Linked DNA regions of Gasterosteus aculeatus: region 2 is linked to region 1. A link is a contact called in public Hi-C data. All regions are on one chromosome and are shown on one strand. The core of a region is the stretch at or near the end of the contact, and the rest is flanking DNA. Distances in the headings are between cores, read along the strand shown.

Region 1 (6,760 bases), core at 2,676-5,175:
CCCATGTCCATGTCGCCGCACTCAGGGGGACAATGAGTCCACTTTAGCTAGTTGAATCTATTCCTTAGAGGTATATACTGGGAATTATGTAACCCCAGTACAAAAGTGAGGGATATTAGACAAGTCAGTTGTTAATAGTATATAATAATCGAGCTTAAAACCTGCCATGCACAATAAATAGTTGAATGATGTAATGTAATGGTCCAAAACACTATTGCAGAGAGAAGACTGGTCTCTGTGCCTTTAGTTAGTACTTAGTATCTATTTTGTGTGATTGCTCGCTGTAGGTGTGAGTCAATACCAGCTTTGGTATTTTTGTTGCTCAGTGTCTGGACTTGTGACTGTTCCAAGTCAGGAGTCTGCATCTGGCCAAGAACGGTCAAAATGAAGACTCATCCCGAGGTTGTCATCTGGTTTGATGAAAAATCACCAATCGGATGCGACATGGTGGCTGATCGGGAAGGACCGTTGGAGCAGACATCACCAAGACGTTCCCACAACCGACTGTGAGTTGAACATTTTGTGTTGTCGAGTATAAAGATGCACAGCTCGGCCTGCAACTTGTGTAACTTTTTATCTTTGCGTGGGTGGGTGTGTGTGGTACCACGTTAGGGTCCGTAAGTCAGTTACCTGCAGTATGTGTGTTCACACAACTGGATATGGAAAACTGTGAACGTTGCATCATCTCCATCCTCCAACTGGGGGACGTTTCTCTCCTCAGCCACAGGTGGATTTTCCTGGGACACTTGCTCCATGTCCAAATGGTGTGAGGTGGTTCCTTCACAGCCAACTTAGTGTGTGGTGCCCTTCAGGGTACAATCAAGCTTCCATTCCCGTCTGCCCGAACCATTTCCGCCCGTCAGCATCACTCCAGGAGGACAGACCAAAGCGTACCGTGAATAATGGATGTGTGGCTCACTCATTAGTATAAATAAATAATTCACCACCACACGTGAAGCAGAATTAATCTTGTAAATGTGTGATGATGTTAAAATAACATGACGGGATGGAAGGACAAGCTCAGTAAGAATCTCGCCCTGTGTTCTTTGTAAGCTGATTAGCTTCAGCTCAACGCCTCTGTTCTTGTGTTTGTGTGCGTGTAAAAATTCCTTTCACGGTTTTGTCTTTTGGAATCTTCTGAAACAAAGTGCATCATGGTGAGATGAATTTTCGGGCCTGAAGTTCATCTCAGTCATCAACATTTGTGTTTAGTTTTTTCTCTGATCCACAATTTGCAGACATTCAACGTAGTTCTTTATTTGGCTGAGTTTTTTAGTTCTTTTGCGACTATTCGGATGATTGACGTTGTTGAATTGAATTGAAACATTTGCCGTCGCTGAGATGGAGCCCAGTGTCCCAGAACCTGGTGAACATGCAGCCTATAAAATGACTCCAACTACCTGGTGGAGCTGGTGAGGGAAATACCCACGGACCATTGCTTCCATTATGGGAACCAAACAATGGATTTAGTCCACTCCCAGCTCCCCGGTACCCAATTCCGCCCATTCTCATCTGGTCACCTGTAGTGTTGCTATGCTAGCACGTAGCTCAAAGCACCGCGGGGCCCAAGTAGCGCCTCACAAAGCCACCAGCGTAACCGTCCTTGTTTTTCAAGGACCCCGGCTTGTTTGCTCTCGTGCGTGTTTCTCTGTGTGAGGTGTGTGTGTGCGTGTGTGCGCACATTTTCACAGCCCGTCCCGCCTCATAGAGGAGATTACTTAATAAACGGAGACGTTCTGTCCTGTTGGCTAACAGTGCCTCCTGCTTGACCCGATTCGACTCCATTAAAGAGGCCAACAGGCTATTAACCCCCGTGTCAATACCTCACAGGTTCAGCCACACTTACAAACCCATTTCAGCAGCAGTCATAAACAGAGGCCTTATTATAGCGTCTCCTGGCCAAAGCAGACGGGCCCCGTTGGTCCCATAACAAAAGAGTCCCAAAGTCAGCATTAAACCGGGTGGAACAAGGGCACACAGGAAACATACAGGAAATGGACTTAAAGGAGGTGCAAACTAATGAACTGTTGTTAAATGTTATATTGCAGGGTTTTATTATTCAGGAAAGGCTGAAAATCATTCATTCATTTTGTGCATCTAAATGGACAATAAAGTGCCACATCAGTTCATCCAAATCACATTCCCGCGTTCCTCCTCGGGGGGAGTTTTATTCATAAGCTCCGAGCTTAATCAACAATATGCAAGGAGGCGTTAAAAGGGATGAAATTAATTAACTGACTTTTAGTATTGCATTAGTCTCACAGCCTGAATATGGTGGGATTACAAATGGAGTTTTTGAATTCATTGGTTTGCAAAGTAATGTCAATGAACGAATGTCACAACCCTGTTCTTTGTCTTGCTATGGGCGTCTTACCTTTAATAAAGATTCTCATAAGCATCTGATTCATGTGAGTTATGGGGGCAGGGGGGGGGGGCTTTCATCAGCCTCCAACCATCATTAAAACCCAGACCCTCTGTGAGCGTAAACAAGCAATGATTTCCAGACTGGAGATTTATCACAACAGGGCGATGCCCCCCCCCCCCGCTGAGAAGCACTATTCCAGCCATCCAACCGCATCTTGGATCCAAACAAAAGAAGCCGCAGCAAAGACACAGACCAACAGACGCAGGGAGGCACAGTCCTGCTGCCTCCCACTCACACACACGAATAATAACTTCCTTCATGTATGGTTTCTTATATCGTCTCTCACTGGGAATGAAAACAATGGAACAAACAAATGAACAACGCCCCCTTTTAATAAATGTCTTGGAGGGAAACTGATGTTACTTCTCTCCTCTTCCCACTGGCAGAGTCGGGGTGTTTACCCTCAGGTGCAGCGACTGAGACGTCGCTAGGCAACCGCACCATCCCTGTTGTTGCTCTGCCTCTGGCACTCAAGTGGGAGCTTATGTGGACTTAACTTTGAAAGAGCAGCGGTGTTGAGGGGTAGGAGGAGGATTACCAGGAAAAATATATTGTATCGGGCTGGAGGCACTAAGGGTCGAGGCCTGACCAGTGTCACCAGCACCACCAGCAGCCAGACCGTCGGGACATGCCAGCGACGTACTCATGACAGAGTCTGGGTTTAAACAAGCAATCCAGGCTGCTTCTGCCTGACAGACTCGCTTTGTGGCCTGTATTGTCCAGCAGAGCCGAGCATGAACGCGTGAACACTAAACCCAACCAAATGTAACAAGAGCATTTCAGCTGCAGGAAAAACCCGTCAGTGTGGTAAAACTGCCCCCCAGTGGCTCCCAGGCGCACTTTCATTAGAGAAAATCAAGCGTGGCTCATCACCACTGATGGCTCCATATGTACCCTTATTGTTCCTTTTTGGTCAACGGACATGCGGAAGCTGCTCGCAGTCACGGGCATCTGTGCCGGTGCAGAGGGGCCGAGTTGTCCCCCAGCCCGGGGGCCTGGTGGATGTTTGCAGCAGACGGTGCAGCTGTGTCGGGCCGATAATGGAGACGGACTCGAACAAGACGCAGAACTGCACAAAGTGTGTGTGTGTGTGTCACGCTCATCGGAGGTGTGCCCAATAGATGTGCCCGGGGGGGGGGGGGGGGGGGGGGGGGGGACACGCGGTGTGGACTACACGTGGCTTTGCAGATGTTGGAGGATTAAGAGGTATTATCTGTGAACAGGTAACAGCGAGAAGGAATTAGGAGGCGTTCAGCTCGTCCATGTTCAAGGCCTCTGTCTCGTCGGTCCAAATGGAGTTCCCGATGGTTTGATGATGGAATGCTGACCCCTAGCGTCAGGAAATACAATCACACAACAGTTGAACTGCCTGAAATCGCTTTAAACACCAAACCATACCAGTTACTGTAAAATTATTTATTCAAACTATTTAATAGAGAAATGATTTCTTCTTTATGCAGGGTGGATAAATTCTCAATTATCTACAACACAATGTGTAAATGTTTAACATGTATAAATATACAAGAAGATTGTGTTTGTGTCCTGAAGAGTCAGAGGACAAAGTCAGTCACTATTGAAAAAGTCTAAATGTGTGTTAGTGGGCGGCTACAAAAATAGAAATCTAGATGCACTTTAGCCATAGCAACAGGTTGAAAACTTTCTGAAACCTACAATTTTGGAAATCAATACATGGCAAACTATTTATTTTAACAAACAAACTCAATGAAATCTATACACCTAACAAAAGTGATCTTAAACATATCCTATGCAGGTAAAGGCATTTTAGAATAAGGATTTAATCTACAGAAAACACATGAAATTAAATAAACCAACCTTCATTTAAGATGGAGTTTAGTACATAAATATATTGAACAGGTGATGGAGATGACAGATACAGAGTGAACTACTGCTTCATGAGTTACAGCAGGGTTAATTGCTATATGGCTTATTCATAGTTAGGAAGGCGACCTTAAATGAATGCAGTAAACAAATAAAAAATAAAATCATTCAATTAAGATTAGTCTTGTCCATTAAAACAATTTGATTTAAAAACTGATTTCAACGCACATACAAATCTAAAATATACTGTCCTGTGAGACAGTGCATAATGTACAATAAGTAATTTGTTCTTAACGTACATAATCCATTACTGCGCTTTTGGAAAGGTTGCAAAGGGACAACGACAGCATCAGTCCACGAGCGCTCTGAAGCTAAATAGGCATCATAAAGGGGAGGTAGAGAGGCCGTCCAACGGGGTCACTACTGTACTTCAGCGGCATCTGAAAAGCCTCAAAACGAGCAGAGAAAAAGTCCTCCTCGTCACTGGGAAGAGACCCACATTGAGTTGGACACGCGCACACACACACACACACACACACACACATCTGTCCAACGTGGAGCCTATTTGAGGAAGCCCTTGTAGAGGAAGTGGGAGTGACTGGTGGATCGCTCGTTCTCCAAACAGAAGAGCAGGTCCCTGAGATTGACGCGAGTGATGCGCTGCCGCGTGGGTCTGGAGGCCGACGGGCCGGCGCCGCCCGACAGAGAGGGACCCGATGCCTGCAGGAGGAGGGACAGATGGGCGGGAGAAAGAGAGGTCAACAGTGACGAGGTTAGATGACATGTCGAAGAGGAGTAGACCAAGGCTGTATTTGTGTGCATTTTGTGTCTCCATCACAAGCAGCAGTGACCGTTTCTGGCTGAAGCCAGGCATCGACACACGGAAGCTTTTGGGAGTTTTGCTGCCTTGTCGGCTCCTTTTCTGCATTGTCATAAACATTGAGGAGTTTTTTTTTACCATTATGACTCTGCCAGAGTAGATGGGTTACTGCAGAATAAATATTGTGTGTTGAAAATAAGAACTGTAAGCAAGATATTTGACAATTTCAGTATAAGCAGTTTCTTGTTTCAATTGCCATGAACCCTTCGAATTTTCAGCAATGGAATATTCAGGAAGTCCTGCAGCCTCTGTTGCTAATAGAAAAATACCGTTAATGTTATTTTTATGGATTGGACCGAACAGAATGCAATGGAACTCGGAGATATCTGTACTTCTTGTATTATTCAATAACAATGATAAAGAAGTCTACATGTAGAAAACTAACTGAAAGGCGTGTCATTTGGAGACCGGGAAAGTGTACAAACAAAGACCTCCTTTAGTTTACTGCAGCTTTTGTACAAGTAAACAAGTGTTTCCTGAGGGAATTCAATTATTGCAGAGTGGTTCAATGCTTGTTTCAGAGAACAGCATCTGCTATTGTGAATGCTCCCCAGTGAATCCAAACAGTAAAAGACTTTATGTGGCGAGTATGAAACCCCCAATGCATGTGGATGTGCGTGTGCATGCATGCATGTGTGTATGTATGTATACACACTTGCTGTGAAAAGGAATTTGCCTCCTTCCTAACTTTTTTTTTGCAGAAATTTCACACTTAAAATGTTTCAGGACTTTATCCAGCTGGCCCACGACAAATAGCACCACGTGGGAAGCGTAGTGTAACTAGTGTTACCTCGGCGGCGGAGGAGGAGGATGGGGAGTCCAGAATCTTCCTCTTCTTCCTGGGACCGATGGCTGCCAGAGCTGTCAGGTTGGCCTCCCTCTGCCTCATCTGAGCCAGCTCCTGCTGCTGCATCTGGAGAGGACACACATGACCACGTGAAAATCCCGGCATGCAATGCGAAAACGTACAGAAGCCGACACTAGAGGAGCGTCCTGCTCCTCTCATCCTACCTCCTTTGCCTTCTGCTTCAGACGCAGCTGCTCTGGGTCCTCCTGCCGAGCTCGAGACTGCAAGGAGAGAAGACTCATTAATAACCGATGTAAGCAGCTTATTCTGCATCGACCTGTGAGTCTCATGGACATTTAGAAATACAGCATTTCTTGCTATACATTTCTTCAATAAAATAACACACACGTGTGTCGTTTTTTGATATATCGCACAATTTGTTAGAAATTGTTTAGTTACGTCCCAAACTTCCTGAGGGTGACTCCAAATCAATCGTTAGCAACATTAGTCGAACTCTGTGGAATATGAATGCGTCTCTGGAGAAGACATTAGCTGCTGCATACCAAAACACAAAATGTAGGCCAAACAAATCAGCACTTATGACAACTGCTATTAAAAGTAAAGCGGTTGATCTCATCGAGACAAAGATGCAACACAGGCCTTGAAATGAAAAGGAAATATGGATGAAACTATATTCCATCCCAGAGGATCTCCAATGCCTGCTGCATACGTCATGAGAACAAAGTGCATGTTTTGAAGAGGACATAAGATGCTTCAATCTTACACCAAATATTATATCTCAGTATTAATTCAAGAAAGGAGTGGATTG
Region 2 (6,760 bases), core at 2,583-5,082, 270 kb before region 1:
GGCCTGAAGCGGGGCAAGAGGGGCAGGCGACGCAGCCTAAGGACACGCGGGGGGGCCGGGAGGCGTCCGGGGCGGAGGCAGAAAGGTCCGGCGTTGGCTATGGCGACATCGAAGACGGTCCCGGCAGCCTGTGCGACCTGAGCCTCCCCATGGAGGGGGGCACCAGCTCTCTGAATCTCCTCGCCTCTCCCCTAGAGGAGCACGGGCCGGTTTTACCCGAGCCACCAAAGCTCTCAAGGCCCCGCAGAATCAGGGCCTTGTTCTCCTGCATGTGCTGTGAGAACATTTACGAGAGCCCCTCGGCGCCTCGCGGCGACCGGACGGGCGGCCACAGCAACCCCGTCTTCTACAACTCCATCTCCTACAGGGTGGACCGAGCCTCTTGCAGCTCCCGCAGCGCGTCGTCACAGGCCTCCCCCAGCAGCTCAGCTCTCTGTGCGGGCAAGGACAACCCCCACTCCAGGAGAAAGTCACTATAACTGGCTGAACCTTGGTCCTGGACTTTTTATACACGCCACGGACCTCTGACGTTCCGCCCGGTAGAGTCATCAACGTAGCAGTAACCACCACCAGAATATATTTTTTCACACGAGTAAAGTTGTGGCCATTTTTTCCACCACTACTGTCCCAATATGCTGTGTGTTCTGTGAAAGGTGTCTGCAGGAAATGGGTGTGAATGTCACTGAGAAAAAGCTTAGTTATCTGCAGTCCCACTTTCTGCTGTGTTGTCACCTGTGACCTTCAGTTATTTCCACTCCACCGAAATTATCAGCGTTTTCCAGGAGGAACACGCGCTCTGCCGCTCTGCCTGGTTCCCGTGGTAACATTTACATGGCCAAAAGACACGTGCAGCGCACATTGAGTCCATACGGCGTTCGCTGTGATGAATGAGTGTGTCAACAAAGAATGGAATATGACTAGTCGCACTGCAAAGTCGCAAATTAGAAATGTCTCCAGATGAGTGTTTAATTGCCTTTTCAGATGCGCGGTTGAATCACAGAGGGCCATTATTCACACTAGAATAGTAAAAGCAACAAAGAAGAAGAAGAAGAAGAAGATTATGCCTTTGTAGATCACTTTGTAGATTAAAAAAATACTACCTTTAGTATAAAAAATATTGTTCAATGCTTAAATTATTTTACAGATGTTAGTCAGTTGACAGGTCATGAAAAGGGCCTTTGTGGCTTTGGAGGAGCTTTGTAAAGTCTGAAAACCTGATGAGGTAATTAAGTAATTGGGATTTACAGGCAGGAAGGTTCAATTAAAATGCTGTTATTGATTTCATTGGGTAGATACAAGGCTCAGGTAAGATCTACCATCCATCCAGAATCTGATCAATTATGATAAACAATGTCTTGCCGTGATTAGAGATGACTTCTCTCCTTTAGACTTGTTTGGATTGCACTGATGGGGAAACGCCTTCAGGCTTCATGCCGTCTCCGCTGACTTACCAAAGACACCATCAACCTCATTTTGGAGAAGAGTAAAAGTACGATAAATTACTGAGACTGATGGTCCATCACTACAACTTGAAATATATTTATGTCACACTAAAATTACTCTGCTGATGTAGTTTTACAGCCCAAATAAAATAGGTTTGTTTCTTGAAGCCTTTGGGAGTTTGAACTGGAGGGTTTTGATGAGGAAGATGCCAAGCCTCCGCTGATCCGAGTAAGAGAAGAACCTTGAGAGAAGCTTTGCCTAGACAGTATTATTTTGTCCCCATAATATGTTGAAACGGAATCCTGTCTAAATTATTATTTTTTATTTCTGGGCAGTAAATGTGCTAAAATGAATGAATAAAACGAATGCTCCTGAACTCCTCAAAAGCCTTACCTCCTAAATTCCAGTGAGTTTTATTTGACACAGGTATCAACGATTAAATTGCCGTGCTTTTAAATCGCTTTTTTAATCTCTGTGACATCATGAAAGGTTTTGAAAACTGATTTTATTGATTGTAACCGACAGAAATCCTAAAAATTCTCAGCACGCAGAGCGACTAAGTCATGATCCTGAGAAAGAGGGCGTTGGATGCTCTCAGCTCAGAAGGACTCAGTCCAGGAGAGGTGGTGTCAGAGGTTGTTCCCAGAGTCCTGCAAGGCTTCTGGAAACTTCCACCGTGTTCCCTCTCAGATGCCTTCTCAGAAATGTCTGTCGGGAACAAAGATCGGAGAGACCAACCCATACCGTATCCCGGTGGACCAGGTCAGGAGGTCTGCTCAGTGCTGCTGTGGGAAAGATTTGTGGGATGTTTGAGCCTCAGGCCCTCGAAGTACCGGCTCATTAAAAGCCTTCTGCCGACACCTCAGTCCAGGGAAATTGAAACCCGGCTGTAACTGAGGGGACGCCAACGGGCTCCACCAGTTCCCACAACAACCCCCGATGAACTATGACTGATGTTTAGGACAGGGCAGGATGAAAACAATACTTCCTGCTTGAATATTGACCAAGAACCCACCAGAGAAGCAGCTGCTCCTGCTTCACCTCCTCGTGAACCAGGGGTTATTGATGAAGTGTCAGAAGACGACGGGAACAAAGAGGAGAGAGAGCGGCGCTTCCTCCTCTGGCTCTGGAGAGCATTCAGCTGCTGGTCATCTTTGGATGTTACATGCACTTATTACACGCACTACTTATGAATATAGAAATTAAAAAGCATTTGAGTGTTAAAATGTATTTTTCGTGGTCACATTGTTTACATCTTTATGATTTGGAACATTTTTTCATTCACAATGTAATGCTCAAGGGGAAATAGCACATTATGTTGTTATCATTTTTCTTCTTTAACACCATCTACTTATGCAGTTCAACAAATGTTGGTACAGGATACAGTTTTAACTGCAAAACCACGATTGAATTGTATGCATTGAATATAAGTGAGTAACATTAAATTAAGTATGAAAAGGAAAGTCTGCAGGTCACAACGTTTTTTTGCAAAGATGAAGAAGCAAAAGGGGGAAAATCACACTGGCATGTGTAGACCTAGATTAAAGTTAATTATCCATAGACCCATGCAGGCCTTTGTTTCCCCTGACATTTGTGGAAAATGAATAAAAAGCCTGGCCAAGTGGTCACCAGCAGTGACTTGACTTTAATTTCTTCTTGCTCCCATTTCTGACACTAGGGGACAGTGCTGCTCCACCTAAACGCCACGTTTCCTTTGTCTTTACATAATAAAGTCTTATTTTGGTGAGCAGAAACGGAGTGATGTTAAATGCACCTTATATTCTCCTGTGTGTGCGTGTGTGTGTGCGTGTGTGTGTGTGTGTGTGTGTGTGTGTGTGTGTGTGTGTGTGTGTGTGTGTGTGTGTGCGCTTTCAGTGCACAGGGGATGTGATTTGAACTCTGAGAGCTTCAGCCTTGTATTTGGCATTTAAAGGACAGCAGGTCTTTGTTTTTGTCTGACAGCATGAACTGTGCCTTCAGCAGGAATAGCCGTTTGGATGCTGGTTACGCGACCGCAGTCTTTCTGGTCAAGCGTACAGACAAGTATGAACTTCCACTATCAACCAGAAAGGATAGGTCTGAACAACGAACACAGGGATTACTATTACGTCTGATTTGCACGATTACCTCATTAATACAGCAGACGGTGCTTTACTTTATTCTGTCGTGATGCCCAAGATGCCTCCTGTTATCTGTGACTGTGGCAACACTGGGCCTGAAAGGCTTGAAAAGTATCTACACAAGCCTATCTACAAAAAGATCAACAAGAGGCACATAATAGCACATGCAGAAAGAGCGGCTTTATTTGGAGCCGGGTTGTTGCAGGTTGGGGGCTGACGGTGGTGGTAGTGATCCTTTTTAAACAGCCACATCCAGGAGGCGAGTCCAGTTTCCGTGCACACGCACGCACGCACACGAACCCATCTGTTCACATTTACGGAAATGCGGTCCTGCGGGATGTACGGTCATTTTGATGTTATGTTTTTTGCTTTCTTTAATGATAAATCTTCACACAGGCTCCTCGGTAACTTCTGCTGAGGTTGCAGAATATTGTGCTCAGCTCGGTTGGAGGGAAAATGACTGAGAATCCATAAACTTGTAATTCAAAATGTTAAAGCCCACACAGCAATGCTGCAGTTCATTAAAAAAACAACAATAACCTTGAGTGTACCTCAATATTCATTGATTACCTGTGTTGAATTCATCACCAGAGCTATGTAAGCATGTTTATCCTCCGCTGTATCATAGTTGTTCAGGGCCGAGAGAGTGGGTGAATAATTGATTACATTGTTAGAGATTCCTCTCTGTGAACGCACCCTGTTAAGTCATTACCGTCCCGTGTTGAAGGGCCTTTCATGTGCATTTGCATGGCAAGGGACACCAGATTAAATGGGAAACAAGGCGTCGGTTGAAGCAAAGTTCAGCTCATCTCTTTATGAAGGGTAAATAACACATTTTACATCGCAGAAATAAGGCCATGGCGTTCACAATACGAGCCGCATGCAAATGAAGTATTCATGAATGTGTAAATAGACTGAACCAATAGCGGGTGCGATGTTTTGATTATGGAGGAATATGTTTGTGTACACAGCATTCACAGTCTTTCAGGAGGAGCTCAGAGATTAATTTCTTGGATGTTTATCACAATACAAACCCAGATTCTCCGTGGCCTCACAATGAAAACAATGAAAGATTAAGGAACTAACAAAAAAACCCATGTTGTATTTATTCAGATTAAATAAGTAGAAATTAGGATTCAGTTGGAGAGCATTGAGAAAACACACATTAATGGGAGTCCTTCGTTGGGTAATTGCTCATTAGTTTTAATTTCCAGCCAATTTGCTGCTTGTGTTGAATAATGCAATAAAGGCTGTTTTTCCTCCGTGGTTATCTTCTCCAATCAGACGCCGCGTTCGACATTTTGTGTCAAAAGAATCCATTCACCGCTGGTAGTTTTGATCTGATTTATCATATAAATAAAGCAGAGGTTCAATCCTCCCCACTTATTGATCCACACCTCAGCGATAATGACATCCACATTTGATAACAGTTATCATAAGTAAAATGAATAGACCCGTTCTGCGTGTTTGTTCATAACGTCCATGTCACCACCAGACAGCAGACCCAAGCGTTCATGTAACCACATTAGTGGCTTAATGCCAAATGCTCCAGTTTTCACACGTATGTGTTGCTGTGGTTGGGTCAGACTGAAATATGCAACAGCTATTAGATTTATTATTATGGCGTGTTTCCAGCACCATAATACTAAATCGGGTCGGGTCTGTTAACCATGATTTGGTTGATAGGCGTGGTGTATTCCAGAAAGTAGTGATAATGTCACTTGAGACGCGTGGTATATGACGGAAAGTAGATTGACGTCATTCGATCGCGCGAAAACTGGAAGCTAACCGCAAACAACAACGGAGGACATGCAGCCGATCCTGTTCTTGCTTCTCGATATGTGGCTGTTTGTCACAAGGCGACATTGTTGCAACGGTGTAGTTTAAAAATGGCGCCTCGTGTGTTGTCTTTCCCCTTGCGGCACGCACAAATGACGACACTCTTTCACCAATCAACGTTCTCCAGTGAGGCTAGCTCCACCCTTTAGTACCAAACAACTGTGCCAGGTACCCCAACGGAAGGGTACCCAAAAAGTGGTACGGTACGGTTCGGATTTTTGGTACCATTCTCAACTTTTGGCAGTGGAGACACAAATAAAAGGGTACCAACCCGACCCGTACCGTACCGCTCGGTGGAAACGCGCCATTAGATTTTTGCACATCCATCATGGTTCCCAGAAGATGAAGTCCTCTTTGATCAATGATTGTGCCTCTAGCGCCACCTAGAGGTCGGCATTTCAGTCAGCGCAGGCACTAACCTCCGTGTCTGGTAAAGTAAAGTGGCTTAAACTTGCTACCTGATCTTTGACAGGAAGCTACAACGGCGCAGTCCGGGAGTTGGCGCCCATGCTTTCATAGCGTGTTTTCACTTTATGAAAGTTAACATTTTGGTTGAATTTCTTCTAAAAAAATGTTTTATTCAGTTTTCGGTTGTACTTATTTTTCCCTCATGTGGCAGTTTTTGTTACAAAAAGCCATTCCAGCCACTCTCAAACCATGGGGATGTCACAGGGGCAACCTTAGACTTTTAAACACAGTCTATGATTCAGGCTCATTAACTTGACATTTTTCAGATGGATAGACAAAAGATTTGCTTTAAATAATCAAGAACCCGTCGGGAGGAAATTCTAAGACTATTCCTTAACTTTTAATATTTGGCCACTATTTGACATTTTGGTTTATGACCAAACACTTCAAAACTATCGACATTCTCAAGCTACGTTGTGCTTCGTGTTAAGTGCTACAAGCGAGCGTTAGCATGCTAACGGGGTAAACAAAGATGGTGAACGTGGTGAACAGGAACACTGCTAAAATTTAGCAGGTTAGCATGTCGGTGTTAGCATTTAGCCTCACACAGCAACCAGCGGTACTACGGACGTCTTGTTTGCCGCATAATGAGGAATTTGAGACGAGGCCACCAGGCATGACAGCGAAACTAATAAAGCCGCCTAAGGGGAGAGTCGCCTTTTGAGCCAAATCATTCCCAGTGATTGAGTCAGTACAATTACCAAGGTTGGCTGTTATCCATTTCCTCTTTAGTGGCACCATTTAACAAGACAACAGCTTCTCTGAGCCCACGGCTTCCTGTCTGAACAGTTGCTTGGAGATGGGGGGAAAAGAGATAGGAGGAGGAGGAGGAGGAGGAGGAGGAGGTGGTGAGGTGAGGTTCTCATTCTCCTCACACGCTTTATCCACGC

The links. Hi-C and Micro-C count contacts between places; a contact is called where the count stands out from the background.
Region 2: a contact with region 1 is called in a Hi-C map of skeletal muscle, with 2.9 times the contacts expected there. The contact joins two enhancer-like sites. A contact is called at or near these places in 2 of 6 Hi-C or Micro-C datasets (both in skeletal muscle).

What each region holds. Positions count from the first base shown.
Region 1 is chr17:16,870,111-16,876,870 of fGasAcu3.hap1.1, reverse strand. LOC120835559 (transcription initiation factor TFIID subunit 4) reads right to left here. Exons shown (of 15, transcript XM_040204589.2): 13 at 6,156-6,212; 14 at 5,935-6,057; 15 at 3,827-4,984. The coding sequence ends at 4,826. Among protein-coding and RNA genes, the nearest start is that of LOC120835559, 8.8 kb to the right of the region's middle. Within about 2 kb of position 3,925, at least 2 of the 9 cell types and tissues checked have open chromatin away from gene starts, as enhancers often do.
Region 2 is chr17:17,138,958-17,145,717 of fGasAcu3.hap1.1, reverse strand. LOC120834573 (potassium channel subfamily K member 15-like) reads left to right here. Exons shown (of 2, transcript XM_078091445.1): 2 at 1-554. The coding sequence ends at 479. Among protein-coding and RNA genes, the nearest start is that of LOC120834573, 6.2 kb to the left of the region's middle. Within about 2 kb of position 3,832, at least 2 of the 9 cell types and tissues checked have open chromatin away from gene starts, as enhancers often do.